2 separate regions of the Mus musculus genome follow, and region 1 is linked to region 2. The links are chromatin contacts, called in public Hi-C maps. All regions are on one chromosome and are shown on one strand. The core of a region is the stretch at or near the end of the contact, and the rest is flanking DNA. Distances in the headings are between cores, read along the strand shown. Region 1 holds the start of Fam47e (family with sequence similarity 47, member E). Region 2 has its middle 19 kb from the start of Scarb2.

Region 1 (2,867 bases), core at 338-2,837, 46 kb before region 2:
GATGAATAATATTTCACTGGGTAGTGATACCACATTTTGTTATTTGCTCACCAGTTGGTGGGTATTCAAGTTGTTGACACTTTTTGACTACGAGAAATACCACTGTTATGTAGGTTTAATGTGAAAGTTTCTGTGATCAGTAGCTCCCCTTCCAATAAAGAGGCTTCACTTTGAGCTGGGTGTAGTGGTGCACGCCTTTAATCCCAGCACTTGGGAGGCAGAGGCAGGAAGATTTCTGGGTTCGAGGACAGCCTGGTCTACAAAGTGACTTCTAGGACAGCCAGGGCTACACAGAGAAACCATGTCTTGAAAAAACAAACAAACAAACAAAAAAACCAAACCCACAACCCCCCCCCAAAAAAAAGAGGCTCCACTTTTAGCATGGCCCCAAGGGTCTTCATGGTGGATCCCCCTTCAGGTCCTTTCAAAACTAGGCCCCCAGTCCTTTGCTTTCTGAGCTTTAAACACAGTGGCCCCTCTCCATTCATCCTGCCTCCAATACACAGGAAGTTGTTACATAAGCTCCATTTGACTACAGTGTCTTTCTGGCTGCCACATATAAATGTTCTTTGTAAAAGTTAAGCTCTTACATAGCTCAAACTGGCTTTGAACCTCCTATGTGGTAGCACAGAAATTCTCAACTCTCCCTATGCTGTGACCCTTTAACACAGTCCCTCATGCTGTGGTGACTCCCAACCATAAAATTATTTTTGTTGTTACTTCATAACTATAATTTTGCTACTGTTATGAATCATAATGTAAATATCCAATATGCAGGATATCTGATACGTGACCCCCACGGGGGTTGAGACCACAGGTTAAGAACTACTGCCCTAGCGGGATACAGTGTCTCTTATGGAGGCGTAGAGATGCCAGACTCTTTAGGAACAGTAGTACCAGGCTGAGGAGCTGGGGATGGTGATGGTTTCAGCCCATCTTCATTCCTTGGGATGGGAGTTCTGGCTGAGGACATTATTACTAATACTGCCATTATCCAGCACATTTACATTAAAAGAAATAGAGGCGTGAAAGTGTCATTCAACTCACAAAGGAGTCGTGACCTACAGGTTGAAAACTGCTGATAACGCTAAGCTTTGGATCCTCCCACCTGTACCTCATAAGCATTTAGACTGCAAGCATGTTCCACCAATCCTGCTTATCTGGTCCCAGAGATTAAGCCCAACACGTTTTATGCACTAGGCAAGCGCTATTAACAACTGAGCTATAGCCTCAGCCTACGCCTTTCTTCTTGAGGGAGGTATTCTACCAGGATGGCCCCTGAACCTACCCTTTTTTCAGATATCCAAATATGAACTCGTCTTCCATTCATTTAAGAGATAGCTTTCAAGCACCAAACATGTGCTGGAGATTAAGCTTTGCCGATCCAACTGTGTAGATAACCGGAATCCCTACCTTTGCGTGGCTTCGGCTATGCAGGATGGAGAGAGACATCGAGGCAGACAATCACATGCCAGGTGCTCACGGATGATGCAAAGAAAATGTAAGGTGGGAAGCGGCTGGATGCAGGACAGCATCCAATTTCTACAGAGAGAGTCTCTCTGCTGAAGTGACACTGAGCCCAGGCCCAGAAGAGAAGAGCATCGAACAGCTTAAATATCAAACTAGACTGCAAGGTCAAAGGCCTTGGGGCAGAGTGCACAGCATGAGCAGATCGGTGTGGACTTTAGTCTGCATCAGGGAGCACCTGCAGGAGGGTGAGCACAGGAATGACAGGCAGGTGTGTGAGAGAATCAGTTTGTGCTCTGAGTGACACGCAGGCTTTAGAGAGGAGAATGCTGGACTACTGAATTAGCTCAGCAGCTAAAAAACATCTTTGGCCAAGCTTTAATCCCCAGGACCCCAGTGGGAGAAGGAGAGAACCAACTTCTACAACTTGTCCTTTGACCTCCAAGTGTACACTATGGCACACACATAACCTATACACACTAAAAATAAATTAAAATGTAATTATTTTTAAGTTTAAGAAGAGGAGAATGGGCTGGGGGAAATGGCTCCATGGGTAAAACACTTACTGCACCAGTGTCAGGTCCCAAGTTCAAATCCCCAGAACCCATGCAAGGCCAGGCTGGCAGTACAAGCCTGTAATACTACTGCTCTTACATGGAGGAAAGAGGCAGAGACAGAAGACTCCCTGGAAACTCACAAGCCAGCTGCAAACAACCAACAGATCCTGCCAGAAACAGGGTAGAAGGTGAGGACCCACACCTGGGTTGTCCTCTGATGGATATATGTGTGCCTTGGTATGCATAGCCATCCCAATCTCTCTCTCTCTCTCCCTCTCCCTCTCCCTCTCTCCCTCCCTCTTTTTCCCTCTTGCTCTTCCTCTCCCCTACTGTATGGGGGTGTGTGTGTGTGATTCCCCCAAGCCCATTCTCTTCTTCTTAAACTTATAAGAGAGAGAGAGAGAGAATGGGAATATGGAGGGGTAGGCCATGAAACCAGTTGTCTGCTATGAAGAAACACCATGACCAAGACAACTCTTACAAAAGTAAGCTTCAATGGAGGCTTGCTTACAGTCTCAGGGAGCTTGTCCCTTATCCTTACGGTAGGGAGGAGGCTGGCATGGCGGCACTGGAGCTTTAGAGACTGCACGGTTTCTCCAGCTTTACGCCCTGATCCACTGGCAGCAGGCAAAGAGAGAGCTAAGACTGCCCTGGTGTGGACTTTTTAAAAGACAAAGCCCATTCCCAATAACACACCTCCTCCAACACCTCCTAGTCCTTCCCAAGCCCTAGTAACTAAACATTCAAATCTGCGAGCCTATGGGGCCCATTCTCATTCAAAGCACCACACCATAGTTAATAAGCTATTGTGATGATCCAAACAAGACACAGTGGCTTCCTGAA
Region 2 (2,878 bases), core at 1-2,500:
TCGCCTTCAGATAAAATAGGAGTATGGGATGTGTTCTCTGTTCTTTAATTCTATGTCTTCACTAACACAAAGCCTGTAAATTGCTGGGATGCTTAACTCACAGGAAAGTAAGAAGTTTGTAGTTGTTTTCTCATGTAATTGATCACAGCAGTAAAATTGACCAATATACTGCTCTTAAGTTCTCTGAGCATGCAGTGTTGTGGTGTAGACGGTTGTGTGTCCTGCCCCATTAACATGCTGAAGTCTTAATCCCCTGCTCACCCCCAAAGTGATGGTTCTGGGAGATCAAACCTTTGGATGGTGATAGGTCACGATGACAGAGGTCATGAGGAATAGTGACCTTATAATAGATGTCTTAGAAAGTTAGCTAGCCCCTTCCACTATATGGAGGCACAGAAGCACGCACCAGCTATGAACCAGAAACTGGGCCATCACTGGGTTAAAAAACCTGCTGCCACCTTCATCTTAGAACTCCCAGCCTTGGGCGCTGTAAGAAATAGATTTTCTGCTGTTTGTAAGAGATGTAGTTGTTTTGTTTATTTGTTTGTTTGTTTGTTTTGGTTTTTCGAGATAGGGTTTCTCTGTATAGCCCTAGCTGTCCTGGAACTCACTTTGTAGACCAGGCTGGCCTCGAACTCAGAAATCTGCCTGCCTCTGCCTCCCAAGTGCTAGGATTAAAGGTGTGCACCACCACACCTGGCATGAGATGTAGTTTTAAGGGTTTTGTTACAGCAGCTCAGACAGATGCAGTCAGGCATTTTCATATTGACCTTTATAAGGATAAGAAGGTTTAATCAATTAATAAGATTGTTCCTCAACGTGATAAATTATGCTGCCTAGTGAACTCTTGCTCACCTTTACCTCCACTCTTCTACAGAAGAGCCACTCTCCTATTGTTTGTTGAGATGAGGTCTCTGTAGCCCAAACTGACTTCAAACTCCCAATGTAGGGGAATATGGCCTTAATTTGATCTTTCTGTCTCCATCTCCCAAATTTCTGCATTAAAAGTGTATGCCACCTGGCCCTCTGGGCTTCAGGATAAGTGGAGGTAGAGGTGAGCAAGAGTCTAGCCAGGTAGCATAATTTATCACGTTGAGAAACAATCTTATTTTGTACATTGTATTTTCCCTCCCATTTTTCAGGAGGCTTAAAAATCAATTCTCTCAAGCTTGTATGCCCTAGGTTTCTGCTTCATGCATCCCAGAAGGGAACCAGCGGACCAGTAGCCTTGGACCCAAAACTGAAACCACAGAGCCCAAACCGTCCTTTCCTTAGGCTGTTTGTCTTGGTCTCTATCTAATCACTACATACTATTGACTACCACAACTCTCTTAACCCCAGCTTGGCTATCTGCCAGTCCCCTGCCACATCCGTATTCTTGCTGAAACAGCCACTGGCCACGTCTGGGTCTCACAAGACTCACTTTGACCCATGACTCTCTTCATTTTCTTCCTTCTTGTCTCTCCTTCAGAGAGACTCTCATTTCAACAACTTCTCCTAGTGAAGTGACTCATTAAAGAATGAATACAAACCTTCACCTGCTGCTCGTTCAACCGATGTTGCAAGGTCCAGGAAACCAGACAGCTCTGAGATTTTGCAACATGCTGGCATTGCCTTGTTGAGTTCAAAAGCCACCTCCACCAAGAATCCAAACCTCATTTTGCTCCTACAAAAACGAAAATCTGGAGAGAACCGGCTTTATGTCAGAACCTGAGAAATGTTAACAGCCTTGAGAAGCATTCTAAACACACAGTATTTCCAGCAAACTCACCACTTTTCCTTTGTTTCCAATAGATTCGGAGAGCTGGAGGCCAAGCTGTGGTTAATAACTTCCCAGCCTGCACAGGTGCCAGGTTTATTTCAGTTTCAGCTTCACTCCCGACTGGCCATAAGATGCTGGGTTGCTTTAACCACTTATCTATATCTGTTTTCTCATTTTGAGAATAGGAATGGAACATCATCTTCATAGGGTCATGGAAGGGTTAAATGCAGCACAACATAGGGAGATCTTACTATATGGATATCTGCTGTTAGGCTTTTATTGCCCCTCCCCCTGCCCCGAGGCATTAAACACAGGCAGAGCATTAGTAGAGTGTTCTACCATTGAACTACATTCCCAACTCATATTTTTTTGTTTGTTTCTTTATGGGGACAAAGGGGCTAGAGAAATAGCTCAATGGTTAAGAGCACTGGCTGCTCTTCCAGAAGATCTGGGTTCAATTCCTAGCACCAATGTGACAGCTTATCTAGGACTCTAGTTCTAAAGGATCGGATGCCGTCCACAGGAATCAGGACACAATGCAGGCAAAACACCCATAAACACAAAGTTTTCAAAATGGGACCAGGTTGGAGAGATGGCTCAGAGGTTCAGAGCACTGACTGCCCTTCCAGAGGTCCTGAGTTCAATTCCTAGCAACCACATGGTGGTTCACAACCATCTGTAATTGGTTCTAATGCCCTCTTCTGGTGTGTCTGAAGACAGCTACAGTGTACTCATATACATGAAATAAACAAGTAAATCCTATAAACAAAAAACAAAAACAAAAAAGCAGAGGCCACAATATGTGGCTCAGGCTGGCCTTGAATTTGACGTTCTCCTACCTCAGGCTCTCAAGCGCTGGGGTTACAGGCATGTGTCACCACAGCTGGGTTCTTCTCATTTTTTTTCTCCCCTGCTTCTTCATTCACTATACTCTCCTGTATTCCACCCCAAACACATGTTCTGTTAGTCAGAGGCACTAGGCTAGCATACCTAAAGCCCTAGATTTGAGTCAACCTAGGACTCACACAAACCCAGAAACAATGGAACCATTGTGTGAAGAAAACACTGGGTTTGCTGCTTCAGGAGAGAACTGGAACAAGGCAAAACAAAAGAAAA

What was found. A called contact is a pair of places that touch in the nucleus more often than the background predicts.
Region 1: a Hi-C map of liver shows a contact between it and region 2, with 1.5 times the contacts expected there. The contact joins the promoter of Fam47e here to the enhancer-like site in region 2. A contact is called at or near these places in 9 of 484 Hi-C or Micro-C datasets (the G1E-ER4 cell line, brown adipocytes, cumulus cells and 5 more), 1 of 115 datasets of contacts at active chromatin or transcription factors (double positive thymocytes) and 2 of 9 other capture datasets (macrophages and pancreatic islet).

What each region holds. Positions count from the first base shown.
Region 1 is chr5:92,570,257-92,573,123 of GRCm38.p6, reverse strand. It overlaps Fam47e (family with sequence similarity 47, member E), which reads right to left and starts at 1,587. Exons shown (of 7, transcript NM_001033478.2): 1 at 1,414-1,587. The coding sequence starts at 1,535.
Region 2 is chr5:92,523,628-92,526,505 of GRCm38.p6, reverse strand. No RefSeq gene overlaps it. Among named protein-coding and RNA genes, the nearest start is that of Scarb2, 19 kb to the right of the region's middle. Within about 2 kb of position 1,250, at least 35 of the 459 cell types and tissues checked have an H3K27ac peak or open chromatin away from gene starts, as enhancers often do. A contact at or near this core is called in liver, where this site is marked.